Regions from separate parts of the Mus musculus genome. Here all the other regions are linked to region 1. A link is a contact called in public Hi-C and HiChIP or PLAC-seq data. All regions are on one chromosome and are shown on one strand. Each heading gives the region's core, a stretch centred on a gene start, on an enhancer-like site or on the middle of the called end of the contact. The rest is flanking DNA. Distances are from core to core; before and after follow the strand shown.

Evidence for each region. A called contact is a pair of places that touch in the nucleus more often than the background predicts. HiChIP or PLAC-seq counts read pairs in DNA pulled down with a chosen protein or histone mark.
Region 2: a contact with region 1 is called in a Hi-C map of pre-B cells, with 2.1 times the contacts expected there. The contact joins the enhancer-like site here to the promoter of 4930474N09Rik in region 1. A contact is called at or near these places in 1 of 39 promoter capture datasets (hippocampal neurons), 4 of 484 Hi-C or Micro-C datasets (cortical neurons, embryonic somatosensory cortex, olfactory sensory neurons and 1 more), 15 of 115 datasets of contacts at active chromatin or transcription factors (bone marrow-derived macrophages, craniofacial prominence, embryonic basal ganglia and 9 more) and 2 of 9 other capture datasets (adipose tissue and pancreatic islet).
Region 3: an H3K27ac HiChIP or PLAC-seq map of double positive thymocytes shows a contact between it and region 1, with 5 read pairs. The contact joins the enhancer-like site here to the promoter of 4930474N09Rik in region 1. A contact is called at or near these places in 1 of 15 datasets of contacts at CTCF or cohesin (CD8 T cells), 2 of 484 Hi-C or Micro-C datasets (cortical neurons and nephron progenitors) and 4 of 115 datasets of contacts at active chromatin or transcription factors (bone marrow-derived macrophages, double positive thymocytes, embryonic basal ganglia and 1 more).

Annotation. Positions count from the first base shown.
Region 1 is chr12:99,161,548-99,164,066 of GRCm38.p6, reverse strand. It overlaps 4930474N09Rik (RIKEN cDNA 4930474N09 gene), which reads left to right and starts at 1,259. Exons shown (of 2, transcript NR_038130.1): 1 at 1,259-1,524; 2 at 1,881-2,519.
Region 2 is chr12:99,405,899-99,408,417 of GRCm38.p6, reverse strand. All of the region lies in intron 1 of Foxn3 (forkhead box N3), which reads left to right. Among named protein-coding and RNA genes, the nearest start is that of Gm51999, 15 kb to the right of the region's middle. Within about 2 kb of position 1,262, at least 152 of the 459 cell types and tissues checked have an H3K27ac peak or open chromatin away from gene starts, as enhancers often do. A contact at or near this core is called in adipose tissue, bone marrow-derived macrophages, embryonic basal ganglia and 4 more, where this site is marked.
Region 3 is chr12:99,310,215-99,312,733 of GRCm38.p6, reverse strand. The region is part of intron 3 of Foxn3 (forkhead box N3); the gene reads left to right. It overlaps Gm46371 (a long non-coding RNA gene), which reads left to right. Exons shown (of 2, transcript XR_001780668.2): 1 at 1-1,255. Among named protein-coding and RNA genes, the nearest start is that of Gm46371, 19 kb to the left of the region's middle. Within about 2 kb of position 1,258, at least 26 of the 459 cell types and tissues checked have an H3K27ac peak or open chromatin away from gene starts, as enhancers often do. A contact at or near this core is called in double positive thymocytes and microglia, where this site is marked.

The DNA of each region.
Region 1 (2,519 bases), core at 10-2,509:
AGACCCAACCCAGCAGGATAAAGAGTGGTGTATGCGTACGCAGTAGGATGTTTTTCAGTCATAAAGAAGGACGGCGTTGTGTTGTTTTCAGGAAAATGGATACAACTAAAGATAATCAGAGTAAGCAAGGCATGCCAGCCTCAGGCAGATAAATCCAAACCTTGCTAAGGGAAAGAAGCCAGGCAAATGTGGTTACGCGAATCATTTCATCCACATGTGCAGAAGAGATAAAGGCACAGTTTCACAAAGTGCACTGGTATGTGCTCTAGGCAAATAAATGTAGGAAAGGAGGAACGGAGTGTTATGTTGGGATCTTCAGTGTCCCCTAAGGGTTTATAGGCTAGAGACTTGGTTCCCTTTGAAGGGTGTATTATGGGAGTTAGATCCTTGAGTCTGGAGAACTGGAGAGCTCTCCTTTCTCTCTCGCTTCCCGGGTCACAGTGATGTTACTACACCTCCTCTTCCACACGTTCCCCCAGAAGGCTACGCTGTCCTGAGCGTGGGAACAGCTGCTTAGGATTCAGGTCCTTCCTAAAAGACTGACAAAGAATTGAACTCCCAGGAACAAAAGAAGTGAAGGCTCAGAAAGAGTGAAAGCTGGTGTTTATTGAAGCAGAGAGAAAAGGCGAAGAATAGCCTGGAGGGTAGGGTCCCCGAGAAGCTGGCAGGCCGCCAAGTGGTCTCTGAACGCCATGGCCCCTTGGGACACTCCTTTCATTGGTCCTCGCTCCCCGCTTACCATTTCACCAGGTAGGATAGAAATAACCCCAAACACATGGCCTTGTTTGATGGAGGGCTTTGATGGAGGGCTTTGACAGATAGGTGGCCTTGGTTACTAGACACAATCCAGCTGTGATGTGGGAGTGGCCTCTCTCTTCCTCTGACCCTTTCTCTGGCTTCCTACTCCTTAACGACACAGATCCGAAGCAGCAAGGCCGAGGGAGCACAGACCGAAGCTGCCGAAACTGTGAGCCAGAATCAACCTTTCTTCCTTAGGATTTTCAAGATCTCGGGTACCATATTCCACAACTGACAGCTGACTGACGCTGGCAGGAACTGTTTAATGGGACAGATTTTTCTTCTGGGGAGGAAAATGAATGGCAGGGGACACATTAAGGGAGAAGAACTCATTCCATTGTTTGAAGTAGGGTGTATATGCAACTCCATGCAGGGTCCTGGGATTCTAGCTGCATTGTTAGAATGGAGAGTGCATAGCCTGAGCCAAGTAGACTCCTGGGTTGCTAAGAAACCTCGAATCTTGCCTGCCTCAAGGAAAGAAGACCAGAGAAACACCCCGGAGGAGGCTCGGTCTGGAATGTAACTATGGGAGGCACATGCTTTCTAGAATGTTCAGATCATAATGAAGCAGATTGTGATAGGCCAGGAAGCTGTGATCTGGACACAGCTCTCCACAGACACAATGAAGAGCCTTGGCAGATCGTGAAACGTGTCAGGCTTCCCTGCCTTCCTTTAGCTTGGGGTTCCATCTAGTTCAGACAGTCCACGGGGCACCAGGGTTAAAATGTAAGTCACTGCAGCTGACATCTGGGAGGAAGTAGAACACCTCTGTGGAGGGGATGATAATGGGAGAATCTGGAGAAGAGACAAGAGCGTCTCCAGATCACGTGACACTTCGGGAAGCGAGAGGGCGTGGCTCGGGACGGAAGTGAGCCTGAGAATTTGGGCAGCTCTATCTCCAGTTTTTCCTTTTACCTAAAAGCGGCCACTCAGATTGTGAAGCAGAACTTGGCAGGGGTGGGGGTAGCAGCTTCCTCCTGGTTTCCCTGGGGCTGGTGGTGTTACCATGGTGATGGAAGGGCAGTTTGTTGTATGCCTTTGCGCTGTGACTACTCCCCCCTTTGTTCTTCTCCCAACTATAGGTGTTTCTTCCAGAGCTACAAGAAAGAGCCAAGTAGGGGATTTCTGTGCTCACCTCGGGAACGGATCTCCTTCTCCTCTGTTAACCTTTCTATCCTGTGAGGGAGTCAGTCCCTGGATTATAAATTCTGGATTATAAATTCTGAGGCGCTTGGTTCCTGTTTCTTGAGGGGAGGCAGAGACACCAAAACCTTTGAAATAAGACATACTGAATGAGAACAGAACAAAGTTGGGTCTGTCCCTTTATTCTGTTTCTGGCAGTCGTGGTGGAGAGATGCTTTCTGGGAAGAACTCAGTAGTTGCCTCTGCTGAAGTCAATTTCTAAAGGTTAGGGATGTGAGCCTTTTTAACTCACCCTGTATTAACTCATTCCGGCCATATCATTCATGTGAGCTCCTTGAAGCCCTTATGGAACCTATTTATTCTCTCAGACATTATTGGATTCCAAAGGGTAGAGGCAACCCTGAAGACGTGTGGCTGCGTTCTGCCCTCATCCATCAGCCGTGGACTCCAATGGGGATGTCATGTTCTCCATAGAGGCATCTCTGCTGGGCCTCTTTCCTTGGCTCTGCGCAAGAATCTATGACCCTGGAAAAGTCATGCAATCTCTCAGTGTAGGCTTCCTAGACTAACAGACAGAA
Region 2 (2,519 bases), core at 13-2,512, 240 kb before region 1:
GACGGCTCATCTGCCCTAAAGATGCTTGCTCCCGGTTGCTGCGAGCTGAGTTTGGTTCCCGGGGCCCATGTGGTGGAAGAAGAGAAACAACCGACGTGTGCACGCTGTCCTCTCACCTCCACCGTGTCCTCATCCACAGCCACACGCAGACGCCTGAATTGATAAATGTCATGAGACAAAACCACTTATCTATGAGAATGCAAAATGTTAAAGCAACAGAAATCATAGTTTAGTGCACACGTGGGGACAAAGCTTCTGGCCAGTTTCAGTACGAATTTATAAGTGTTCCGCAAGCTGAGCAGGTCGGTGCACGCATTCAGTCCCAATGCTGGAGAAGCAGAGGCAGCTGGAGCTCTGTGAGTTTCAAGGCCAGCCTGGTCTACGTAGTGAGACATAGTGATATCCCACCTCAAAAAAACCTAAACTAAAGTAAAACAACAACAACAACAAAACTTTTCCAAGAAGTAAAATTGACCAAAAACAAAAGAAGAGAAATCCAAAAGCAACTTCCAGGACTCTGGTGGAGAGGCCTTTAAGTTTGTTTGATCTGGAGATGTGAATGTGACTGAAAGCCTGAGGGACACAGGAAAGCCCCCAGAGGGCTGTGGGTAGGACGCAGTGACCTTTGCTATCAATATTGCAGGACTCCCCCATTCTACATTTTTTTTTTAAATGTATTTTTTCTACACTAAAAAAATATGTTTTGTGTCTTAGGCAACAGAAGCGGTGGACAAAGCTTTCATTTAGATCATGCAAGAAACTGAAAATGTGGAAGATTTTCCTTAGAAGAGGGGGTATGGGGGGGGGCAGAGTAAAGTGGAGTCTCCCGACTGCTGCTTCATCCCAGCCATCCCTGCAGTGAGCCCCAGCATCCCTGCAGCGAGCCAGCACTCTGCAGTGTCTAACTTTCCACTTTCACTTTTGATTAGTTAGGGCCCCCATCTGCTGTTATTTGGATATGAGTCTTTTCTGTGACTTATTTTCCAAGGATCCGAAGCAGTTTAAAAATACATAATGTTCAGCGATCTAACCATGTTGTAATGTTAAGTACTTGTTTGGGGACTTAAAACTAAATCCGTCAAACAGATTTGAAACCTTTACAGTGTCTTAAAAAATGATAGCCGGTGAGCAAAAAAGAAAGAGGGGACCACGTAAGCTGTGATCGCCACGCTTTTAGCAGCCACACTAGCAGCAAGCAGTTCGGTTTGCAAAAACAGAAGAGTGACAATTCTTTATTTAATGTTAAACAGGAAACTGAAAGCAATCTGCAGCACCAGGGTGCGTTTTCAAGGAACCTGCTATTTATCAGTGCTGGAAAAAGCCGGCAGACATTTCTTCTATTTGCTTAAGATGATAATGTCTTCGTGAAAATCTTAACCCAAACGTGACCGCCAGAAACAGGGTCTGTTGTATCCGCTGGTTTTGAGGCAACCGGTTCCCCCCAGAACCAAAGGAAATGTAGAAGCAAATTGCAGAGCTCTCAGAGAGTTGGAGAGTTGGGCAGGCACTCATGTTTTGCCCGTGTGTGGGGCTGTCACTTAGCCAGCATGTGTGGGTATGAATATTCTTTCTGAAGACCTGGGCTTCATTTTTAAGGTCAGCCTTCAATTTCGAGAGAATATAATTTGCTGTTATTTTTAGGGCTTTCATGATTGCTCGTAATAACTAATGAAAAAAAAAACAGCAGAGAAATAAATGTGTAACAGCTGTGTCTGCTTAACTTGATTAAAGGCAGTTAAAAAAAAAAGTAAACAGAAGACTAATGTGACAATAGGCAACGGGGACAAGTATCTCTGTCATTGTGAGAAGTCTTACAGACATAACTTGCCTCGAGTCGGAAGGCCGGCCGGGTCTGTGTTTAAAGTTTACTTTACTGTTTGTCTAGTGTGGGATCAGTGTTGGAGTGAATAATTTATAGCCAGCATGAATGAGCTCATTAGTCACCTTTTCAGACTTTAAATGAGTTTTGTGGTTGTCATTACTCGGGCCTTCTGTTCAGCCGCCGAGCAAAATGACAGCTTGGCAGTTGGCTGCCTTGTTGTGGGGGCCGCCTGTTCCCCTTCAGGTCTGTGCTGGCTTTTGTGTTTCATTGAGACCTTGCTTTTCTTGCCCTGTGGCTGGGCCAGGAACACTCACTTTTCAGTCTTATATACTTGAAGGCTCAAAGAGACATTTTGGAGGAAGTTTAAAACAAAACAAAACAAAACAAACGTTTTGGTGGTATCTGCCAGTGAAATGGATGGGCGCTTGCTCTCCCTCTCCCTCTCCCTCTCCCTCTCCCTCTCCCTCTCCCTCTCCCTCTCCCTCTCCCTCTCCCTCTCCCTCTCCCTCTCCCTCTCCCTCTCCCTCTCCCTCTCCCTCTCCCTCTCCCTCTCCCTCTCCCTCTCCCTCTCCTTCTCTCTCTCTCTCTCTCTCTCTCTCTCTCTCTCTCTCTCTCTGTGTGTGTGTGTGTGTGTAGGCCAGAAGTCAACATCAGGTGATGGCCACTGAAACGCTGTGCTCATCAGAGAGAATAGCAA
Region 3 (2,519 bases), core at 9-2,508, 150 kb before region 1:
CTCCTGTTTCTATCTTTCAAGTGTGGGGAACACAGGTGGACCCTGCCATGTCTGACCACCATGTGTATGGTTCTGTCATGTTGAGTGTACTTGCGGTATTGTTCATATGACCTCTAGAACTTTCTCACCTTTAAAACTGATGCGATCTGGTTGAGGCAGCCACCATTCTGTTTTCTATTTCCGTGTCTGACCACAGTAGGCATCTCATCCGATCATATAGTACTGACTTCTTCACGCCTGGCTGGCTTCTTACTGCCTCTGAGATCTGTACATGCTATAGCAGCTAGGTGTCAGGATTTTCTTCCCTTTCAAAGCTAATGCTCCCTTTGTATGTGTGTTCCAGTTACTCAGCGAGCAGCACTTCCTTGGACTGTTCCTGGGTACTGAGAATAGCACTATTACCAACATGGATTGTCTTAGTCACTGTTCTGTTGCTGTGAAGAGGCACCATGACCAAGGCTACTTACAGGAGAAAGTGTTTAATTGGGGGCTTGCTTACAGTTTCAGAGGGTTAGTCTATGGCCATCATGGTGGGCAGCATGGTGACATAGAGGCCCGCATGGTGCTGGGGAAGTGACTATGAGCTTAAACATCCTGATCTGCAGGCAAAGAGAGAGACAACCTGGTATGGACTACCTGTTAATAAGTTACTGTACCTTTACATACATGGTTTATGAATAAAATAGGTGGTACTTTGGAGTGTGAATATTTCCCTCAAGAGTGTGCCATGTGCATCAACATTAACGTGTGAGATGCTCTTTTATGCCCCATGTTTAATGTCCCCATATGTAGATTTAGGTTATTCTCTGTAAATTGGTATTATAACTGTGCCTCAGTAAACATGCTGAGACTTGGCACCTTTGCCTGATAATAAAAATAGTCATTTCAGTCAAATCTTGAGTTGGATTTTCTAGGAGCAGAGCCTGAGCCAGGTTTGCATGTGAGGGATTTGCTGAGGGAGTATTGGGGGTCAGGGAAGGGACTAACACAGCAGATGAAGAGAGACCAAGCAAAGAAGGCCTAAAGTTGAGCCTTGGCCTCGACTGGAGTGTAATTACACCAGCAAATCCCCCTTGGGACCAGAAGACCAGGCTTTTACACTGTCAACCATTTATCTTGGAACTCTGTGGCCTCTTGGAATCTTCAGCTGAGAGCAGTTTGTTAAAGTCGTGGCTTTGAGCAGTTAGCCCACAGGGCAGCTGAGGGGAAGATCATGGGCCCTGGCACAGAGCATATTGGCAGATGGCTGCTGCAGGTGCTGGTAACATCTGTGACCCTGACTTTAAGCTGGGTGCTATGCTAAGTCTGTAAATGAAATGCTAACAGCATGGCGGCCTAGATGCTGGTGTGTCTCCATTATGTGGATGAAATAGAAAAACTGTCTTCTCTGCATCAGGGGAACAAGTGGAGCTGAGACAGCTTTTGGTGAATTCTAAAGCCTGGGTTCATCCTTATAAGCCCTGGAATAGAATCTACATTCATTCCTGAAGCTGAGCTGGTGGGCCACTTTTTTTTCCTGTAATCTTTGCAGGGATTGAGAGCCCTCCTTGTGTTTCCTAGTCACCATTATTCTTTCAGTCATGTGGTAGACTTTCCCACAAGGGTCTGCATCGTCTGGATATCCCCACACTGGAAACGCCGCACGTGTAATCTGACATTACAGACTTTGTAATGACACCGAGTTTTACACTGAGATGACACTGAGGCATCTTGCTCGTTCGAAACAGCCAGGAATCCAAACTCAGATGCCCATGTTTACAAAATTCAGTTTTATGGTTTGGACCATGTTTCCAACCTAACTCCCGCTGTTGCTGGGAAAACTGCATAGAAAGCCATCTCCACCGCTCCTGGCTCATCTGTGGCTCCGCCCTTCCCTGCCCCGAACCAGTAAACGAAGCTTTTGAGTTCCTTTACATTAGTTAAAGCATAGATTGTGCCATGAGATGCACGCGTACGCACGAGCATGAACACACACACACACACACACACACACACACACACACACGTATATTATCAGCATCTCCTGTGTGATGGGAGAGGCTGGGGCTTAGATTTGGGGCCTCCCTGTTTCTGTCCTCTATAGGGCTGTGACGAGGTCCAGGACAGATGGAGCATGCTAGAGCACTTCCAGAAGCACAGATTTGGGGTCCTAGAATATTGATCCACAGGAGCTACAGTAATCCCAAGCCTCTCACACGGGAGAGACCTAGTGAAGTAGAATGGCCTATAAAGGGGTGACCCTGGTGGGGGACCCTCAAACCTGACTTTGTAGTTTGGGGTCTTCTGTAAAAGAAACTTTTAAACTATCCTACATAAGGGAATAATAAGCAGGGCTGGAATATTCATCTGGGACATTGCACACATGTGCTCAGTGTGTCTGCTCGGACAAGTGTGTCTGCTCACACCAGTGTGTCTGCTCACACCAGTGTGTCTGCTCAGAACAATGTGTATGCTCAGACCAGTGTGTATGCTCACAGCTAGGGAACAGGTGTCCAGGCTTCTGGGACCCATCTCAGGGC